5 separate regions of the Mus musculus genome follow, and regions 1, 2, 3 and 4 are each linked to region 5. Evidence: chromatin contacts called from public HiCAR-type, Micro-C and promoter capture Hi-C data. All regions are on one chromosome and are shown on one strand. The core of a region is the stretch at or near the end of the contact, and the rest is flanking DNA. Distances in the headings are between cores, read along the strand shown. Region 1 holds the start of 4921507G05Rik (RIKEN cDNA 4921507G05 gene). Region 2 holds the start of Traf3 (TNF receptor-associated factor 3). Region 3 holds the start of Papola (poly (A) polymerase alpha). Region 4 holds the start of B930059L03Rik (RIKEN cDNA B930059L03 gene). Region 5 holds the start of Evl (Ena-vasodilator stimulated phosphoprotein).

Region 1 (2,700 bases), core at 2-2,501, 2.3 Mb before region 5:
GGGCTTTTCAGATGTTACTTCTATTTTTCTATTTATTTATTTGTTTATTTATTATGTATTTATTTACTTATTATATTACAGTAAGTACACTGTAGCTGTCCTCAGATACTCCAGAAGAGGGCATCAGATTTCGTTATGGATGGTTGTGAGCCACCATGTGGTTGCTGGGGTTTGAACTCAGGACCTTTGGAAGATCAGTTGGTGCTCTTAACCACTGAGTCATCTCGCCAGCCCCAGATGTTACTTCTAATTTGCTAAAACACATCAGTTGTTCCAGGGGCCAGTTTGAAACACACCCTCCATAAAATATGTACACGTTGAAACCCTTTGCGCCCAACTTCTTCTGGGCACAGAAACACAGGGAGTCAGAAGCCATGGGCTGGTGTCTGGGTTCAGTGATCCACCAGGAGGTGCCCCTGACAAAGCTCTTTATCATCTTGGGACTCCAACAACAGGATATATGGTTTCTATTGCCCAAGTCAGCAAAAACACTTCTCCCATCTGCCTGTTTAACTGGGTCAAAGGGTAAAGTTTGTCCTGAATCCTCAATGCTTAAAATCAGGCTTGCCCCTAGACAGATAAGAATGATACAGAGGTGACAGGTGCTGATTCCCCTGGCTTTTGGACAAACATTTATTAAGCACTTGCAGTGTGACAGACCCTGTCAAGCCTTAGGCAAAAGCCCCTAGGAATTGGGTGGGGCACCAGGGACATCTCATTTAGTCTTCACTGCGACCACTTGGGTAAGGATTTTTCTTTTTCTTTCTTTCTTTATTGAATTTAAATGCAGTTTATTTTTAGACAACCCACATGACTTTTTTTTCCCCTTTTTTTCTTTTTGAATTTAAATGCATGGGGTGAGAATTTTTCAACCTCACTTTACAGTAACAAGAATTTAGGGATCTCGTCTAGGTCGCTTTTCATTATATCTCCAATGCGTGCAACACTACTTTTAGCAAAGTAAATGTTTGTTGAATTAAGCAGTAAAACTTACAAATTACACAGCAGTAGCTATCAGGCTGCTTTGATGCTCAACTGTAGGTGTTGTCAAGAACAGGCTCCAACTAGTGTTACAGGCAGTTAAAGCTCAAGGAAATTGTTCTCGTCTGGTTCAACATCGTTACATTCTCGGGAGAGCTGGGAAGAGTCAGTCCCACCAAGGTCGCCTACTCACTAGGTAAGAAATTATACTTAAATTTAAAGCGGCGAGAGGTTGCGTAGCGACCGAACCGAGGCGGCAGGCTGCACCGCGCATGCGTGAACGGGCCAGCGGTTTTTAAACCCTCTCCTTTGCGCATGCGTATACGCATGTCTCCGGAACGCCCCTCCCTCCTAAGGGTCTGGCGGTTGCTAAGGCGACAGGAATACAATATGGCGGCCGGATCCTAACGCTCCCCAGCCAGGGACCACCGCGAAGGTCCTCGAGCCGGAAGCCACCTCTGGAAGGGAGAAGGCCGGTACCACAGTCTCCTCTTTTCTTTTCGGTCCGGGGCCGTCCAGGGGCTGACGGCGTCATCCGCGTTCAGGATGAAGAGTGAGTGGGGCCGGAGAAGGGCTGAGGGTCCCCGGGGCCTGCGGGGCGGCGCCGCAGGTACCCGGGGCTAGGCAGCGGGTTCTGCTGGAGTTTGAGGAGTTGTGTCATTTCGTTCATTCACTCGCTCATTCGTTCGTTCGTTCGTTCGTTCGTTTGTCGGATCGCATCTGAAATCTCAAGACATTGGCCGTCGGCTCTGAGCGCTCACACGGTGGCTCCCCGCCCCTGCGGGACGGCGGCTTAAACCGCGTTCGAGAGGGACGCTGGGCCGCCTATCTTACTTTCTGAGTTAAACAGTTGTGGTTCTGAAAGCATCCTTTTAGCGGAATGTAAAACGGTTGCTTAGAAGTTGGGAGATGAGGCAGTCTTTCTAGAAAATAGAAGGACTGGAAAACTGGACTTAGTGCCGGGTTTGTGGGTAACCTGGAGTCCAAATGCGACTAGACAAGTCGGTTTTGTTGGGACCGCTGTTTGATTTTCATAGATATACGGTTATGATTGCCTGTGATAGTGTAGCCAGAAGTGTAGTCTCTTACCGTGATTAGATTGTGTTCTCTGTAGTTACAATATCAAATTGACACTACATTTTAATTGCAGTGCAGTAATTTCTATGTACCATAAATGACATAACATTTAAAAAATAAGTCATCTCATTCACCCTTCAGTCTTGTGTCACTGTGTCACTCCCTTTAAGGAAGATTAATGTGGTCTTGAGGGGAGTGACGGGCGCATTCATTCCCCTCACTTAGAGGCAGAGGCAGTTGAATTTCCATGAGTTTGAGGCCAGCCTGATCAGTATAACAAATTTCAGGATAGCCAAGCCTACTAGACAGAAACTGTCTCAAAAAAAAAACAAAAAAAAACAAAAACAAAATCTGATGCAGTAGCATGCACCTGCAATCCCAGCATGCCTATGGTGAGATGGGAGCAGAGATAAGAGATTCCCAAAGAGCTCGAAGTTCAGGCATATGCAGTGCTAAACACCACAGACACTACTACAGGTGTTCCTCTCACCCCAGCTATGGTATCTTCTCTCTCCCTCCACACCCTTCTCTCTAGTATTCTCTCTCTCACCACAGATCCTATAGACACACTTAAAGAGGAGAAAAACAAAAACAAAAAAAAATTTAAGAAAAGTTAAAAAATAGACACATCATAAAATGCAA
Region 2 (2,700 bases), core at 127-2,626, 2.6 Mb before region 5:
CCATTTTCCAAGATCTGAAAAACACCAGAAGGTTTTAAGAGCTGACTGAGGGTTCCCCTGAACAATTTCTACATATAAGCATTTTACACACAATACAAAACAGCATTTCTAAAGATTTCACTTGTGTATCTAGTCACAGAAATGCTACCAAAAAAAAAAAAATTATGGCTCCTCTTCAGTTGTATGCTGTGAATGTAAATTAAGATGACAATACAACACTCGATAAACCCTTTAAGACTCCACAAAAAAAGAGCATACTTACAAATGTGTGTACGTAACACACACACACACCCTTCTATTTCATTCTCAAAACTGAGTCAAAGCTCAGTACAAAAGCCGTGAAAATAAAATCAGTTCCTTCAACCGATCATTAATCTGAATGCTTCTTCGATTTCAGAGCACGTCCACAACACTTCACCCATTTGCATGTTGTTGCCGTTTTAAATTAAAGGTAAAGAATTGTCCACGCAGAATTCTCTCTAAAGGTCTAATCCTGATACCCGGGTCCCCAACCGGTGGTGATGACAGTGTAGAAACGTGGCGAAACGTACATGAGCCATAGCCTGGCGCCTCCAAAACCTGCAAGCCCCGCGGCAAGGATCGTTTTAATGGCTCGCCCGTGGGGAGCCCACTCTGACCTTTGGTGTTAATCGAAGGTGGAAGGTGTGCATTCGGCCCCAGCTGGATCCCAGAACCGCCTGCCTTCCAGCCTCTCTGCAGCTCTCCGACTATGAATCAGTCATTCATCTGCAGAGCAATGACTCAGTATAAACTTTTAAATAATGGCTCAAAAACCCACCTCCACCAGCCAGGGCGAGCACGCTCATCTATGCGGGCACCCTGTCTCCGCCGCTCCGCACCGCGCCAAAGCCCCGGGCCTCGGAGATGCTGACGGCTCGGCACCCCTCGGGGCGGGCACCCAGGGCTCGAGGCCTGCCTGCCCCGTCTGCCCGGAGCGCCGGCGCCTCGGGCCCGGAGCTGGCCGCACACACAAAGTTTCCAAAGTTGGGGCGGCGGGCGGGCCGCACCGCAGACGGTGAGGCGGCCGGGCCTGGCAGCGAAGGACCCGCCGGGCCCGGGGCCGCCGCCGGGATGGAGCCGCCCGCCGCCCCGCCGCCCGCCGCCCCCGGCCCGCGACCTTACCCCGAGGCCCGCCCGTTCGGCCGGCTCAGGGGCGCCGCGCGCATCCTCCGCCGCCTTCTGCAGCGTCCAGCTCCCCGGGCAGCCCCATGTCGGGGGGCGGGGAAGGGCCGGCGGCCGCCGCCGCCGCCGCCGGCTGGAAAGTCCCTGCTGGGCTGCAACCCGGCTCGCGCACGCGGCGGCCGCCGGCCGCGCCGCCTCACGCACCCTCGCGCTGGCACTTCCTCTCGCGCGCTGGAAATCCCCGCGGGCCGCCTGGGCGCGCGCCCCAGCGCGCCCGCCCCCGCCGCCCGCGCGCGCCTCCCCGCCCCCCCCCTCATCCCCTTCGGCTGGCGCGCGCCCGCGCCCGTTGCTAGGGACCCTCGGCCCCGCGCTCGCCGCCGGCCTTAGCAACGGCGGCGCGCGCCCCAGGCCCTCAGGGCCCTGGCCCCTCCGCGCGCGCGCGCGCGCCCTCGCGCCCCGCCCGCGTCCCGGTCTTTCCGGGTCAAAAAGCCAGTCGAGCGGAGGGGAAGCAAGGAAGGTTCCTCGCCTTGCCACCTCGACGGGCGGCCCAACAGTCTCGCCTACTCGGGCACTCAGGTCCTTGCACCTGTAGAAGACACTCACTCGCGGGCGCCCATTGACACGCGTGCAGAGTTCGTTCCTAGTGTCTCCTGTCCAAGAACACACATCTTCACCGACAGAGTTCACAGGCAGGCGGGCAGGTCTCACAGTCCACATTAGCACACAGCCATGCCACCCTCACACATGCCCCTCGTATGCTCACAGGCGGGTCTGGTACCATCTGACCCAGCTCTAGGGGTTTAGCAGAGTCCTCCTCGGCTCCCTACATACCCACCCGAAGTGGATCTGCCCTGTGTGGACAGGGTGGCCAATTTGTCCTGGGTACTTCTCTAAGCCAGGGACACCCATTTCTCCAGCAGCTTCATCTTGCTGTCTCATGGTCACAGGGCCCCACCAGATGTCCCTACTGCCATGGCAAGATGGGAGCAAATGGGGGTCTATCCTTACAAAGTTCAGACACTTGAGCAAAGAGGCCATGATTGTTTCCAAGTCATCTGGAAGCTCACACATCCCTTCTCAATAAAGTTTGTCGGATCCTAGGCTGGAACGGAGACCAGTGTGACCAGGCTGCGCAGGAAGTCCAGCATCTTCTGTCCAGCTTACCTCATGGAATGTTCTAGAAGCCTGGATAGTCTGACAGGACATCTCTGAATGCAGTAGCCCAACAGGTGCCTGTTCGAGAGCCCACATAGGCCTTGCTAGCCAGGCTCAGCTAGGCCAGTGGCGCCCTCATCTGGGCCACAGGCCACAGTTCTGAGTTCAGAGTCAGGTCAGATCCAGGGTTCCCCAAGGCAACAGTGCTAGAACGACAGTCCCATCTATGAGGACCCTGGAGCTCACTATTAGCCCCTTTCCCCTCGTGGGTGTCTTTAATGGCCCGGAATGCTCAGAGTGCCCCTGCCTTCTTTAACCGTGTTCTCAGACCTCTACTGTTCGACCCCAGCCCTGTCCAGGGCACCTTTCTCACACGCCTTTCACGGCACAAGGAAAACTGCC
Region 3 (2,700 bases), core at 198-2,697, 2.8 Mb after region 5:
TTTTAAACCTAAAGGAAATAGACTGAAGAACTTCAAGCATAGACCTGGACATGTGCGGTGCTCATGCAGCCTCCTTGTACCGTTCCACTTTCAGAAGTGCACTGAAATAAAAACTGCAGGAAACCTGTACTCTCCCTCCTACCTTCACTCCCAGACACAAGATAACATTTCTAATCCGAAGCCTTCCCTTTAGAGTGTGCAACCATATCTTTTTTTAAGCACTGATGTATCAGAAAAAAGTCTGGATGAGCTAATACAAGGTCATCATGTGACAACACCTCACTCACTCACATCTACTTGAACCCCACTGAAAAACACCAAACATCTTTATAGATTCTATTCTCGTGCTCCTTTACCCTTGTTCCATGAATAAGGAGTCAAAGGGAACTTTGTGGTTAATTAAGCCCAACAAATGTTATCACTACAGAAATACAGCTGACAGGTCTCTGGACTAAACATCAGGGTCGAGTAAAGCTAGCAAGCTAGTGTGTGAGAAAGAAAAGCGCATGAAATCCATTTTTAAATTAGTAAGTACAACCCTAGATCTGTCACATTGAGGCTACGTCCAAAACTGCCTCTCTTGTTTGGAAGAAAAGCAGTCGCACGACCTAAAGCCTTTTCGCCAAGATAGGTTAGTTGGAACATAAAACCCTCATCTACTTTCGAATCCCAACAACCGGTTTCCAAATATCTTTCTTAGGAGAAAAGGGGGGAGGGGGGAAATTAAGTAAAGAAAAATCACGGTCAAGTGTGTAAAGTAGACCTAGCGACATTAGAAGGCCTAAGTGAATTAGCTCAAAGCGTACACTCGCAATCACAACACAAGTGACCCAAGGGCGGGAGCGATCAGGTAGCGCGCCGAAGCCAGGTTGCCTAGTCACAACAAAGCAGGGACGGCGCCGCCCCGCAGCCCGCCGTTCCGGAAGCTGCCCCCGGGCCGCCAGCGCGGCCTGCTCCCTCCCGGCCCCGGTTCCTCACCCGCTCCGAGGGAAGCGGAAGTGGGGAACTAGGGGGCTGGACGGCGCCATGGTGAAACCGGGACAGGAAGGAACCCGGGAGCCGCGGCCCGCCAGTCCGCGCCGGGCGCCGTTCCGCTTGGGGATCCTGCGGGGGCCCCGCGCCCGAGGGGCCGGAAGCCGCGGCCCGGGGCGCCCGTGCGCCTCCCCTCCCCCTCCGCCACCCCCGGGGCCCGGCCGGCGTGCGCCTCACTCAGCACGCCAATCACTTACAACGGCATCGTCTCCGGCGCCGGCACCGCCCAGTCACTTCCCCCCCGCGACCGCTGCCGTCCTGGGCATGATCCACCGAGGCGGGAAGGACGGCAGCCTACCTCAGCCCCGGGGCCAACCCAGTCCTGCACCCGTGCCCCGCCGCTTTAAGCGCTTCTCCTCCTTCCCCTTCGTCCTAACATGGCGCCCGAGCGCTACCACAGCAACGTTCTAGAACCGCTGACGCCGCCACGCACACCGAGCGCGCGCCTGCGCGCGCGCTGCGCGACGCCGCAAGACCTGACGGGAAATGTAGTTCTCGGCGTGAAGCGGCGCTTCTCCCCCTCCCCCCCCCCCCCCCCCCCCCCGGTGATCTCACGCTTTCGTGGTAGAGCGTGGGATGGGTGCGGGAGGCTCCGAGCGAGAGGCTGTAGTTCATTCGCTTGGCGACGCCGTCCTGGCGAATGAGAGTGACGCAGCCGTGGCAGCGATGAGAAGGGGGCGCGGCCCAAGCGGGCGCCACGTGCGGGGCAGCCCAAGCGCGGGGGATGCCTGGAACCGAGAGCTGTTCGGTGCCAGTTGCACCTCCGCTGCGTGGGAGAACTGCTTTTTAAACATCGATGTGAGTGAGGACTTAAATGTGTTAGAGCCCAGTACAGAGCCTGTCCCAGAAGTGTGGCCGTGGATCCCCTCCCCTGACGATGACCCTCTGCATCTGTGTTGCCCAGACCTGTGCTTCTCATGCCAAATGTGCAGGGCAGGGGATTCCGGACCAAGGCAATAATTTAATAAAATTGACAGTAACCTTTGGGGTTTTGGCGGGTTTTTTGTTGTTGTTGTTGTTGTTGTTCTTGTTTGTTTTATAAGACAGGCTCCCATGAAGCTACTAGCCCTTAGTTTCTGATCCTCCTGCCTCCACCTCCTGAGTGTTGACATTACAGGTGTGAAACACCACTACCAATTTTATGTGATAGATTGGAATATACTTCTGGGTGTGACTATGACCTTGTCTCTGTGCTGAAGAGTTAATGCAGTTGGGCAGGTGAAGTTCGGGTTACTGGACCATACTCAGAAAAAGGAGCCATTCCTAGTATGCTGGGTTCATCTTAAGATAATGTATTTTTCCTTCCTAAAATTTCCAGCCCCTGGCACACTTCTTACGGGGTTTGGCTGGGTACACTCACCATTCTGTTCTGAGTAATCATTAGAAAGGCCCAACTATTCCTTTTCCTTCTCATAGCTTCTTGAAAGAAGCTTTTGGCCGGGCGTGGTGGCGCACGCCTTTAATCCCAGCACTCGGGAGGCAGAGGCAGGCGGATTTCTGAGTTCGAGGCCAGCCTGGTCTACAAAGTGAGTGCCAGGACAGCCAGGGCTACACAGAGAAACCCTGTCTCGAAAAACCAAAAAAAAAAAAAAAAAAAAAAAGAAAGAAGCTTTTGGAGGTCCCCTGCACTTAGGGCTTCCTTTCACTCCTAAAGCTCCCTCCCCATCC
Region 4 (2,700 bases), core at 132-2,631, 2.0 Mb before region 5:
GTGACCCAAGAGTTATTATTTATTAAGAGAGTGAGAACAAAACTACTCAACAAATTACATCAATACAAGGGATGCAGACTGCCAATTTATTATTCAGGAAATTCTAACATCATGGAGAGAGAGAATTGTGTCCATGCTTCTGACAGCACCCCCACACCAGGGCTACCTTCCAGGGTTACCAGTATCTTGGGCAGGAAGCAGTGGGAAACAGACATCGCTAGGGCTTCCTTGGAACAGGCATGGCTATGACCCTGGAGGGAATCAGCACAAATTTCCAGATTTTTGAGCCCTAGAACAGTAAGACTCAGGGACAGAGTCGGAGACAGGCAGTTTACTACAAAGAAAGGAGAGAGGGAGACAGAAGTCAAGCCAGGAAGTGCACGCCTTTATTCTTAGGGCAGAGGCAGGGACATCTCTTGAGTTTAGGGTCTACACAGTGAGTTCCAGGTCAGCCAAGAAGAGACTCTGTTTTATAGACAGACAGACAGACAGACAATAAGGCTAGCCAAGGCGAGACCCTGTCTTATGAGTAAATTAGAGAAAGAAGGAAAGAAAGAGGCACCCAGTGAGTGGTAGTGGGAAAGACGGGGTGCTCAAAGTCCTCATCTATGTGAGTTCTGGTCCTCCATAGTTATTTACATAGCAAGCACCTCTACCTCTTTACGTTACCACGTGTCCGGTACACGCCACTTAGGTGGGACGAGTTTCCTGACCCTGCTTACTGGTTTCTTTCGTTAATCTCTCGGCATCCCCAGCCTCCCACCTACTTCAGTTCTCAGAGCTGCTACAGGGGACAGGTTGGCCCTGTCCTATCCACGCTACGGTCGCGTCTCGGGGTTCCATGACGGGGGTCACATGGGACCCTGGTCACCAACCCCGCCTATCAAGTGGAAAGTGACGGGGCTGTAACCCAGGACCTGCCGTTCAGTTCCACGGACGCCTGTTTGCCGCTGTCCAGAAGCCACTTCTGCAGAGTGGCAGGTCGATCACGTGTCGCCAGGGGAGCGGTCACGTGTGGCCTCGAACGATCATGTGAGTCCTCAAGCCAATCACCGCGGCCTGGAAGAAGGGGCATTGCGATTGGCTCATTTTCCTCCCGTGAATATCGCGAGATTCAGAGTCAGACACTTCCCGATTGGTCGATGCGCTGCGTCATTTCCCTGCGCCAGCGTTTAGGTGAAGGTAGTCGGTCTCCCTGTCCTGTGTGCCGTGGGCCAAGCGTCTAAGCTTGGGTCCGGGCCGTCCGCGGCCCTCACTCCCCTCCCGCCAAGGGACGCGGCCCCCTCTGCGGCTTCCTCTAGACGTCGCTGCCTTGTCCTAAGTCAGCCTGCGTTCGAGCTGCCGAACCGAGGTTTCGTGCGGCTTCCTGGCGCGGTGACTCATCCAGTCACGTGCGCCGTGGAGGCTGCGCCTTGCGGAGATCTCCGCCCTGCCGAGATGGCAGAGACCTTCCCGGGGCCGCCCTTGTCCTGCTGCCGTGTTCTGGTGCAGCTGTGCTGAGCTGATATCCTGTTGACTTTGAACTCTTCTCCGTTTTCTGCATGCGCTTTGTCTCATTCCTACGGGGTACCTGCTGCCATCCGCTTGCTCTTTGGTTTGGATGCCGGGTAGCCGTGCTGAGTCCCAACTCTGATGCTCCTGCCTCCACCTTTCCAGTGCTGGCATGGAAGGCGTATGTCAGCACGTCCACCTTACACACACGTACCCACATTTGATTGCCTCTCCACTTGGATCTTGCTGTTCTCGCTGATCCCACATTTATCTGTACATTGCGTCCATCAGACGCAGTTTTGAGTGTCCCACACGGTGCCAGACTGAAGGTACAGCGATAAGTAGGGTAATAGGGACATTGCTTGTAGAGGGCTCACGGGCTATCCTGGGGTGACTGGTTGGAGGGATGTTTTTGCAAGCTCCCTCTTGGCTGCAGTGTGGAATGTTTGAGAAGAAGGTGTTGGGCCGGCAGGAAAAGTTAGTCCTGGGGTGAGGATGAATTCGAATTTGGAATGAGTGCCAGAACCTTTCTAGTTTCAATTTGGCCATATTTTATGGAGACCGCTCAGCAGTTAGGTCCATGTACAGTTCTTCCGGACAATCCGAGTTTAGAGTCCCACGTTAGGGACAGACTATTTATAACCCTAGCCCCAGGGGACCGAACACCCTCTTGCTTCCGTGGGCACTTGCACTCATATGTACAAATCCACATACAGAAACAAACACATTTAAAAAAATAAAATCTTAAGGAGTGAGAGCGTGTGCTGGGGTTTTCTCACTTCTCTGCTCACATTTGCATCTAGCAACACTTCAGGCAGGTGAGGATAATTCCTGGTTTCTGTTTTTCAGCATGGAAAACAGTGCGGCCGGGAGTAGCTGGCCTTACTGCTCAGACTAGGTGAATTTTGCTGATGGCTAAATTTTTGAAGCAGAATTGCAGAGTCAAAATACATGACACCCTGCAGGGTGGAACGTGTTTCTAATGCCAGCATTCAGGGGGCTGGGTAGTAGGATTTTTGGTAAGACTGTCTCAAAATGTTTTCAACACTTACCTTTTAAAACTTTCAGTTGCATTTTTAAGGGTCCTACAAATCTGCAAGCCACCAACAGTAAACTGAAGTGACCCACCCTTCCTCACCTGCTACTGGGGTTACTTTCCTGTCCTTCCAGAAGCATTGACTTGTGGCCCTGAGATCTGCATAGGATGGC
Region 5 (2,700 bases), core at 151-2,650:
ACATGTTTTTTATGTAAAAAAAACCAAACAAACAAAAAAACGAAACAAAACAAACAGACAAACAAAAAACCCAACTTACTTGTGGGTAGGGAAACTATCTACTCAATAGATATGAATGCTTTAGGAAGTACACCCACCGGCATATTCATTGCAACGTTAATGGGGAAAAGCTACACACAACTCAAAAGTCTACTAACAGTAGAATGGATACAGTGTGTACTATCTATACTATGCAGGACAGTAAGTAGATAATAGAAACACTATGGACGAACTTCAGAAATATCTTTGATGAAAGTAGGCAGACACAAAAATTACAACAGTGCATTATTTGATTTAAACAGTTCACAGAACAGGTGAACCGAATCTACAATTGGACGCTACGGTGTTTAAGAAAGATGTGCCTAGAAGATAAAATTGCACAGAAAAAAAGAAAAAGAAAGAGAGAAAGAAAACCCGGCATACGCTGCCCCGCGCCCCACCCCACCCCAGAAAGCAGGCTAAGGTTAGTCTGGAAAGGAAGGCTGGGTGCAGCAAATGAAGAGGGCACGCGGGTTTCTGGGTGTTGACAAGGTTCTAGCTGAGTGGCACATCAAAAGCCGTACCTTTTGGGGTTGCACACTCTGAGGGTTGGCAAGAGAAAGGGGACAGGTCAGAAGAGAAAGGTGAAGAGGAGAGCGCCCTAATGGAGAAGAGCTCCGTGCGGATGGCAAAGTGTGGACCGCCGGCGCGGCGCGCGCAGCGGTAAGGCACCGCAAGGCGGGCGCGGCCTCCCGCGGACCCCGCGGCCTGAGCGTCTTCTGGTGCTTGGGCCGCCGGCTGGGGGCTCTGGGGCCGCTTCGATGCCCGGGCACCCCACCCTCCACGCCGGGCGCTCCAGGCCTCGCTGCGCTCGAGGCCCCGACTCACCTCATCGTGGCTGCCGGGCGGGCACGGGGCCGGGGATGAAAGCGCGGCGCGACGGGACGCTAGCGGGGCAGCCGACCCCGGGCGCGGCGGCTCCGCGTCTGGCTGGGCTGCAGGCGGCGGCGGGGGCTCATCTTCTCCGGCGGGCGTCCGGGCCGCTAGCTGCGAGGCAGCGCGGCCGCGGCGGCGGCGGCGGTGGCGACTGACAGCTGGGCCCCGGCCCCTGCCATCTTGGCGGGCGCGCGTGCCCGGGCCGGCGCGTGCGCGTCCCGACCGCCCGCCGACGGGCCGGGGGAGGGGGCGAGCGGCGGGGTCTCGCGGGCGGGAGCGAGCGCGCGCGTCCGCCTGAGACTCGGGGCGGCGGCCGGAGGATGGGGTCCGGGGTGCGGGGTGCACGCGGGGCGGAGGACCCCTCCGCCCGCCGAGGAGACTGCGCGCGCCGACGCCCCTCGGTCGGCGGCCGCGGAGGGAATGAGCGCGCGCCGCAGCGAAGCTCCACACAAAAGGCGCGGGGCTCCGTGGTCCGCGCCTCTAAGAGGGCGGGGCGTGAGGGGCGGGGCAGGGGTGTGGCCCAGGTTCAGAGGGGCGGGGCGAAGCTTTGTGGAAAGGGTGGCTGGGCAACCGGGCCTGGGGGCAAGACGGGGGGCGTGGCCTAAGGTCCCAAAGGAGATACTGTAGCTTAGAGGAATGGGGTTAACTTAGTGAATTCCAGGGTCTTGTCTGCGAGAGAAAGACCGGGGCGACCTTAACGGGAAAGCTTAGGGATCTTAGGTCTAGGAGAGGCCTGGAGGATGGGGTTAGTAGGGAGAGACAAAGCGGAGCTCCGCGGAAAGGGCTGGAGGGTGGTGGGCCTGGGGCCGGGGTTTGGGGCGTTGACCTGGAGCTAGGCGAGCAGAGTCGGGCAGAGACCCCACAGAATCCCTGGTGGTGGAGGAGTTGTATAGAAAAGGGCAGGTGGAGAGGCTTAGGGCAAAGGGTGTGATTTGTGAGGCAAGGCTGAGCGGGGAGAGTGCCAGGAGGCACGTGGAGCCCTACTGAACCGGCTTTCCAGTGCATTCAGAACAGAGCATTATGGGCTGAAAGTTGCAATTTTTAAACGGATCCCTTGCTCTGCAGTACTGTTAGCAATGCCTGAGGTTATAGTTCTCCTAACCTCATGTGTTCCCTTCTTCCTGGGAACCAGATTGGTCTCTTTGTTACAGAAGAGCCTTGTCACATCCTAAGAGTTATGAAAATACTCAGGCCTCAGGTCACCTGAAGGTATTCCAGGTGTCCCCAGGAGAGTCCGGGTTGGTGCACACTTTTATTCCAGCCAGACATTGTGCTTTTCCACCAATCTCCAGGTGTCTGTCCCTGGGGTCTAACAAGTTGTTGCCATTCTGTAACTTGGAGGGAAGAATTAGTTGGTGGGTTTGCTGTAAAGATAGTGTCCTTCCTCTGCACCCCACACTAGAATCACTGACACTTTTGAGGAGAACCCATTTTCCAAAGCCAAGAACCGGTGGCCTCCAAAAAGAAATCTTTTTGAGGCCACATGTTTCAAAAACTGTTTAACTTTTTGTAACATTTTATATCAGAAGAGTGGGAAACACCAAGTTCTTCTACATCCAAGGAATAAAGCCTTCTTTCTGCTTTGCTCAAGAGAGGTTGGCTTCAAATGGCTAGCTGTTAGGGAAAGGGGAAGGGCGGGTGGGGGTAGGGAGAAATGTGAGCAAGTCCCTTTCAGTCTGTTTCCTACTGACCTTGGTGCCTCAACAGATCCTCAGCAGCCTGTAAGGTGAGCTTCGGGATTCCCAC

Evidence for each region. Promoter capture Hi-C pulls out the DNA fragments that hold promoters and counts their contacts. A called contact is a pair of places that touch in the nucleus more often than the background predicts. HiCAR-type assays count read pairs that join an accessible place to other places.
Region 1: a HiCAR-type map of astrocytes shows a contact between it and region 5, with 4 times the contacts expected there. The contact joins the promoter of 4921507G05Rik here to the promoter of Evl in region 5. A contact is called at or near these places in 1 of 39 promoter capture datasets (cranial neural crest) and 1 of 115 datasets of contacts at active chromatin or transcription factors (astrocytes).
Region 2: a Micro-C map of embryonic stem cells shows a contact between it and region 5, with 11 times the contacts expected there. The contact joins the promoter of Traf3 here to the promoter of Evl in region 5. A contact is called at or near these places in 1 of 39 promoter capture datasets (embryonic stem cells) and 1 of 484 Hi-C or Micro-C datasets (embryonic stem cells).
Region 3: a contact with region 5 is called in a promoter capture Hi-C map of cranial neural crest. The contact joins the promoter of Papola here to the promoter of Evl in region 5. A contact is called at or near these places in 2 of 39 promoter capture datasets (cranial neural crest and frontonasal cranial neural crest) and 1 of 115 datasets of contacts at active chromatin or transcription factors (embryonic forebrain).
Region 4: a contact with region 5 is called in a HiCAR-type map of astrocytes, with 4 times the contacts expected there. The contact joins the promoter of B930059L03Rik here to the promoter of Evl in region 5. A contact is called at or near these places in 2 of 39 promoter capture datasets (cranial neural crest and hippocampal neurons) and 2 of 115 datasets of contacts at active chromatin or transcription factors (astrocytes and embryonic forebrain).

What each region holds. Positions count from the first base shown.
Region 1 is chr12:110,839,580-110,842,279 of GRCm38.p6, reverse strand. It overlaps 4921507G05Rik (RIKEN cDNA 4921507G05 gene), which reads right to left and starts at 1,251. Exons shown (of 2, transcript NR_152102.1): 1 at 995-1,251. It overlaps Mok (MOK protein kinase), which reads left to right and starts at 1,341. Exons shown (of 12, transcript NM_011973.2): 1 at 1,341-1,534. The coding sequence starts at 1,528.
Region 2 is chr12:111,165,046-111,167,745 of GRCm38.p6, reverse strand. Traf3 (TNF receptor-associated factor 3) reads right to left here and starts at 1,376. Exons shown (of 12, transcript NM_011632.3): 1 at 1,144-1,376. The region is part of intron 2 of 4930595D18Rik (RIKEN cDNA 4930595D18 gene); the gene reads left to right.
Region 3 is chr12:105,783,444-105,786,143 of GRCm38.p6, reverse strand. It overlaps Papola (poly (A) polymerase alpha), which reads right to left and starts at 1,447. Exons shown (of 22, transcript NM_011112.4): 1 at 1,230-1,447. The coding sequence starts at 1,237.
Region 4 is chr12:110,590,055-110,592,754 of GRCm38.p6, reverse strand. It overlaps B930059L03Rik (RIKEN cDNA B930059L03 gene), which reads right to left and starts at 1,381. Exons shown (of 1, transcript NR_033340.1): 1 at 76-1,381.
Region 5 is chr12:108,553,420-108,556,119 of GRCm38.p6, reverse strand. Evl (Ena-vasodilator stimulated phosphoprotein) reads right to left here and starts at 1,400. Exons shown (of 13, transcript NM_007965.3): 1 at 907-1,400. The coding sequence starts at 911. Gm16596 (predicted gene, 16596) reads left to right here and starts at 502. Exons shown (of 3, transcript NR_045753.1): 1 at 502-741.